Linked DNA regions of Capra hircus: region 1 is linked to region 2. Evidence: chromatin contacts called from public Hi-C data. All regions are on one chromosome and are shown on one strand. The core of a region is the stretch at or near the end of the contact, and the rest is flanking DNA. Distances in the headings are between cores, read along the strand shown. Region 1 overlaps AKAP13 (A-kinase anchor protein 13). Region 2 overlaps AKAP13 (A-kinase anchor protein 13).

Region 1 (3,154 bases), core at 238-2,737, 54 kb after region 2:
TATCCGTACAGTAAGAGATTAACAATAGCAACAATAAATGTTGTGGTTTTAACAATATACAGTAATAAAAGTTACATGAATGTGATCTTTCTCTCAAAATACCTTATTGTACAGATTTAATGTCTTCTCCATCTTAACTAAGCACTTACCATTGCACTATGCCTGTAATTCTTGTAATTGGAGATGAGACAGCAAAACCAGCCCTTTTTGCTTAGTTCCTGCTTCACAGTTTCTCAGAAGATTCATTCTTACCATAGATCTTAGCAACTTCAGCATATGATTTGTTGTTGTTTTTTCGTCACCCGTTATTAAATCTGAAACTTTCGCTTCCCTGGTGGTTCAGCTGGTAAAAGAATCCAGCTGCAGTGCGGGAAACCTGTTTGATCCCTGGGTTAGGAAAATCCCCTGGAGAAGGAGACAGCTACTCACTCCAGTATTCTGGCTGGGAGAATTCCGTGGATGGTATAGTCCATGGGGTCGAAAAGAGTCGGACACATCTGAGCAACTTTCCCTTTTTTTTCACCTTTTCCCTTACAGCACTTTATATCTCGTAGATCCGAATTGCCAGCATCACTACTCTTGTGCTTTGGGACTTGTGAAATAAAATAAGGGTTAATTGAACACCACAAAGTGATACTGAGATAGTCATTCTGATAACCAGAAAAGCAACAAAGTAGCTGACGGACAGGATTTACTGTTCTTGCTTGCAGTCTCCTCGAAGAAAGCTGCTGCTAAGTCGCTTCAGTCGTGTCTGACTCTGTGCAACCCCATAGACGGCAGCCCACCAGGCTCCCCCCTCCCCGGGATTCTCAAGGCAAGAACACTGGAGTGGGTTGCCATTTCCTTCTCCAATGCATGAAAGTGAAAAGTGAGAGTGAAGTCGCTCAGTCTTGTCTGACTCTGTACGACCCCATGGACTGCAACCTACCAGGCTCCTCCGTCCATGGGATTTTCCAGGCAAGAGTGCTGGAGTGGGGTGCCATTGCCTTCTCCGTGAAGAAAGCTAGTCCAGTAGAAAAAGGGGCTGAAGTTAGAGCCACCTCGCCACCTGTTTGGCTGGTTTGCAGACATAGCAAGCATGGGATCATAGATGTGCAATGGGGGTACGTAGCGGTCCTCGCTGTTTGCACTGGGATTCTGCCCTTACAGGATCCCAGATCTTCCAGCGCACGTTGCTCTCCTGATAGAATCTTAGTGTGGGTGGCACTGTGGCCTCTGTCACGCAGTCTCTACCCTATCGTTTGCAAGGAAGCGACTGGAGCCCAGAGCGCTCCAGTGCTCTAAGGGCTTGCCTTTGTGTGCCCAGATGGTTGGCACAGAGCCCAGCCCAGGCCCCCAAACCCTGGAGCCTGGCCTCTCCCTTCCTGCCCGCCTCTACCTGCGAGGCCACCTCGTCTCCTTTAAGTCAGCTCTCCAGTGTCCCACGCTAAGCTAAGGCACCCTGCCAGCCTCTCCAGGCTTGGGCTCCCTCTGCTGGGGCAGTCCTTAAATAGGACCGGCTCTCCTGGTCAGTGGCCCTCTTCTGTTTCATGGAGCCCTTGTGCCATCCCCATACACAGAGAGAAGTCGCAGGACGGGCATAGCTGAATCTGCCCGCTGCTTCCTGTGCTGGGGTCACCCACTGCCTGGGGGGCTCTGCAGCTCCACCTTCAGCAGGCTGCCAGCTCATGTGGGTTCTTGGACGTCCGGGCTGGGGCCTGGTGTCGTAATCACAGTACCAGGCTGTCTGGACAGGTGTACGATTCGCACCCCTGTGGCCTTCCCCTCTCCAGAGCATGGCATCTTGATTTTGATGCATGCTTGACACACTCTGCCTTCCCTGTGATTCAATGCAGATCATCATCTACCAAGGCAGGGGGGTCTTTGGATCTAAACAAGCACGTGTGAGCTGCTCAGGACCCCACGTGGGTCTCACAGTGTGTGTTTCCTGGCTGTGCCCTGGTGGACGAATGGTGTGAGACGGGGAAGGGCCTTGGGCTCCCCTGTGCGTGCCGTGTCCTCCACTCAGGAGTCGCCCCTGCCGCCCTGGGGAGAGCACAAAGCTAGGATCTCCTTTGCAGCACCCTTCATCTTTCTGTTCTATGAAAATAATAATTTCTGGAAATGGGCTTGTGGGCTTTCTCATTTCTGACATCAGTTTATTTCTTTGCCAACCTTCCTCCTTACTTTGTCACCTCAAATTCTTCTTCTTCTTTTTTTTTTAACTCAGTCTTTTATTTTGTATTGGGGTATAGCCGGTTTTACAATGTTATGGTAGTTTCAGGTGAACAGGGAAAGGGACTCAGCCAAACATACACATGTATCCATTCTCCCCCGAAACTCCCTCCCATCCAGCCTGCCAGGTAACACTGAGCAGAGTTCCCTGTGGTAGATCCCTTGTTGGTTACCCATTTTAAATACAGCTGTGTGTCCATGACCTTCCAGAGCCCCTAACTATCGTTTCTTCCCCTCTCTGCCCTCAGCAACCATAAATGTGTTTCCGAAGTCTATGAGTCTCCCTCTGTTTAGTAAGTAAATTCATTTGTGTCAAATTCTCACATTCATTTCCCCTTTATCTACAAGCCGAGCGCCTTGTAGGCGGTGGGGTCTAGGGGTCTTGGGACAAGGGTTTGGCATCAGGCCTCCCCCACCCACCCCCCCATTGCAGGCTAGTGGCACAGGTGTCGAGAGAAGAGCCATGTCACCACCTCCGCCGCTGGCTTCTTCAGGTCGCACCAGAACCTTGTCGCATGTTAACCACCCCCCTCTGTGGGCAGCAGGACATTCATTCCAGGAGACGCGGGAGATTCTTCTCTCGTTCCAGCCGTGAGGCCAGGGCTGGTGGAAGGCCACAGCTTGACGTGTCAGTGGGGGCTGTGTGGGGAGACCATGTGTGTATCCATGCCTGAGTTCCTTACTTTTCAACATTTATAACAGAAGATTCTAGTGGTAAATGAGACTATTGGGATGTGTTCCCTTTCTACAGGTCTGACTTAACTGTTGTGCATTTCCGTAACTAAATCAAGCCTTCCATTGGCGAACCTCTCCTGTTCTGTGTATTGAGCTCTGTAACAGAAGCTGGCAGTGCTGTGATGGTCAGATGAGTGGGAGACATCCCACCCCTCAAGAAGCCGTGTTGGGAGAGGCAAAGGAATGAGCCACCAGCTGGCCCCTG
Region 2 (2,886 bases), core at 72-2,571:
GATGATGTTAGGAGCATAGTTCCAATGAGCTGAGATCAGTGCCTAAAGGTGGAGGAAAAGTGTGTTTTGATGAATACATTCCGCATCTTGGAAATGAATAACATTGCTGAAAACCCCAGGGAGATCTGATTTTCCAGGAATGCCTCCCTGCGGGAACAGTGCTCACACCTTCCTGGTCTAGACACCAGTGGAGCTCCGTAGGGTGGTGGGTGGCTTGCTACCTGAGGTCAGAGCTTATGCATTCTCTGCCCCTCTGGGCAGTGGGCACCGTGGTCTCTGGCCCCAGCATTGCATCATCCCTGTGCAAACCGGGCAATTTCTTTGAAGTTCTCTTTGCATTACAGGAAACAATAGGCATTTCAGAGCAAAAGTCATTTTCTCCGCCTTGAGTCGGTTCATAACAGTGAGGTGAAATCAGGTCGTGTGCTTGGTGCTTGTTCAGTCGCTTCAGTCGTGTCTGACTCTTTGCCATCTTATGGACCGTGCCCTGCCAGGCTCTGTCCGTGGGGTGCTGGGGCCTCAGTCCAGTTCCTGCCGGGTAACCCGTGGAAGTGACTTTTCCCCTGCTGGGTTTCCAGATCCAGGGTGGCTCAGGAGCCTTCCCACTGTACGCTAGGCCTCATCGCAAGGTCCTTGAGCTTTCATTCTTCAATTTGTTCAAGTTGAACAGATTAGTGCATATTGAGATTTTCAGAGACTGTTAATGCCAAGCATTATGCTGCCAGCATGGTGGCAACTGGAATGCAAAATTAATCTGTTACTTGGTAGGCGCACTGGGGCTTCCGAGGTGGCTCAGCGATAAAGCGCCTGCCTGCCAGTGTAGGAGACAGGAGACGTGGACTCAGTCTCTGGGTCCGGAAGGCCCCCTGGAGAAGGTACTGGCCACTCACTCCAGTCTTCTTGCCTGGGGACATCTCATGGACAGAGAAGCCTGGTGAGCTACAGTCCATGCGGTCTCAGACAATCAGACATGACTGATTGACTGAACAACAACAGGGGAACCAATTGATCTTCGCAAATAGCACTTGTGAAAAATGAATTAGAGATGGAGTTTTGTGAGGTGTGGAAGATTGCCGTCAGAGCTTGGGGGAAGGAGGGGGTTCCTTTCAGGAGGGGGAGTGTGCTTGTCACGCAGGGAGAGCTGAGGTTCCCGCCGCCGCCCCGTCTCTCAGGAGGAGGGCTCTGATCTGTCTCCCTGCTGCCTGTGCCTCCTTAGGTCATGACTGCTGCGAGACAGTGAAGGTGCTGCTCTGCGCTTCCAAAGAGGGCCTGCCCGTGCTCGTGGTGGCGGAGGAGGACTTCCGGTTCATCCAGGACGAGGCCTACGACGCAGCCCAGTTCCTGGCCACCAGCGCCGGCAACCAGCAGGCCCTGAACTTCACCCGCTTCCTGGATCGCTCAGGACCCCCGTCCACGGACGTGAACTCCCTCGATGAGAAAGTCGCCCTGGCCTTCAGGCACCTGAAGCTGCCAGCGGAGTGGAATGTGTTGGGGACAGACGCAGCCTCACACGGTAAGGAGCTCGGATGACCCGCAGCCTTTGAGCTTAGGATTCTTTGTATTTGGATGGGGCTGCTTTCTTAGGGGGGTGATCCTCCCGTCTCCCATGGTGGCTGCGTAGGAGCAGAGTGGCCTCAGTGGCGCCTCTCCTGGGTCCTCTTGCCAAGCTGTCGGGCCTGTTCTTGTTGGGAAACGACCCCACGGAGGGCTCACTCGCAGCAGCAGCTCTCGAGTAGCCGGTGGCTCGAGACCCTTCCGTGGCCTGGACTTCACGCTTGGTCTCCCGTGTGTGGAGAGAGGCCCGTCCTTCATGAGGAGGGCAGCAGAGGAGTGTTTGACACTTCTTTCTAAAGATCAAAGACAGGATTTTCATTATTGTATTCTCAAGGTGTCTAGGGATTCCATGAGATTGGAATAAGGAAAAGACAAGGGAGAAATCAGGAGGGGTGCACAGGGGAGCAAGCCGAGGCCTGGAGCGCCCACCCCACGCGTTTGTAACCAGAGTGCCCTCACTCTGGTCTATTTCATCTGCTCGGGGCTCCACGTTTTAAAAAGCAGTGATGTAGTAGGTATCTATAAATGTTCCTCTTTTTGTGACGAGGGATTTCCTATGTCATTACTGTGGTAAATGACACCTGTTGGATGTTGTGAGTGTCCGTGTGCGTACACACACACACACACACATCTGATGAAGCAGCATATACCTGGAGTCCAGTGAACAGCGTCATCTTTCCCTGCTGAGTGCAGATCTAATGGAAAGATTTAGGAGTTACGCAGAGATCAGAGTGTTTGCTTCGTCCCTGACAGAACCTGAATGGAAAGGCTGATCTCAGTTCGCTCGTCAGAAGGGGTTGCTTATCCTCTCGACTCTTATCTGGAAGAACAGGACAGTCACAGGACCGCCCTGCAGTGTTCCTGACTTTGGTTATTGTGTTATGAAGGGGTCGCCCAGAAGGTCCCGGCCCCCTGCAGGCAGGCAGACTCTGACTGAGCAGGAGCGCCCAGCAGGGCTGAACCGGGAGGACGCTCAGTTCCCCGCTCTCTAGACCGACCAGATAGCTGTGTTCTCGTGGAAGGACAGCGAGGTTTTGCTAGTTTTGGTTCCCTTAGACCCACTGACTTTAACCACTGGGGCAGTGACCAGCTGCAGGAAGGGGCCCCCACTGTCAGGGGTTTCCTGTCAAGATAAAACCAGGCACTCCTGCCAGGTGAAATACAAAAGGAACCTTGGATGCTCAAATGAAGGGAAAAAGCATTCATCCTTTTTCTTTTTAACATAGTGCCTAAGAAACCTCTGCATTACTGAGATCTAGAGAGCAGAAGATTTGCCATTATACAGGACAGTGGGCACTTTTCCAGAAACCTAGTGTTCAGACATTTCTAGTT

The links. Hi-C and Micro-C count contacts between places; a contact is called where the count stands out from the background.
Region 1: a contact with region 2 is called in a Hi-C map of liver, with 1.6 times the contacts expected there. The contact joins two enhancer-like sites. A contact is called at or near these places in 2 of 5 Hi-C or Micro-C datasets (blood and liver).

What each region holds. Positions count from the first base shown.
Region 1 is chr21:15,699,869-15,703,022 of ARS1.2, forward strand. The region is part of intron 8 of AKAP13 (A-kinase anchor protein 13); the gene reads left to right. Among named protein-coding and RNA genes, the nearest start is that of AKAP13, 190 kb to the left of the region's middle. Within about 2 kb of position 1,488, at least 2 of the 5 cell types and tissues checked have an H3K27ac peak or open chromatin away from gene starts, as enhancers often do.
Region 2 is chr21:15,645,535-15,648,420 of ARS1.2, forward strand. It overlaps AKAP13 (A-kinase anchor protein 13), which reads left to right. Exons shown (of 36, transcript XM_018066007.1): 4 at 1,217-1,513. Among named protein-coding and RNA genes, the nearest start is that of AKAP13, 140 kb to the left of the region's middle. Within about 2 kb of position 1,322, at least 3 of the 5 cell types and tissues checked have an H3K27ac peak or open chromatin away from gene starts, as enhancers often do.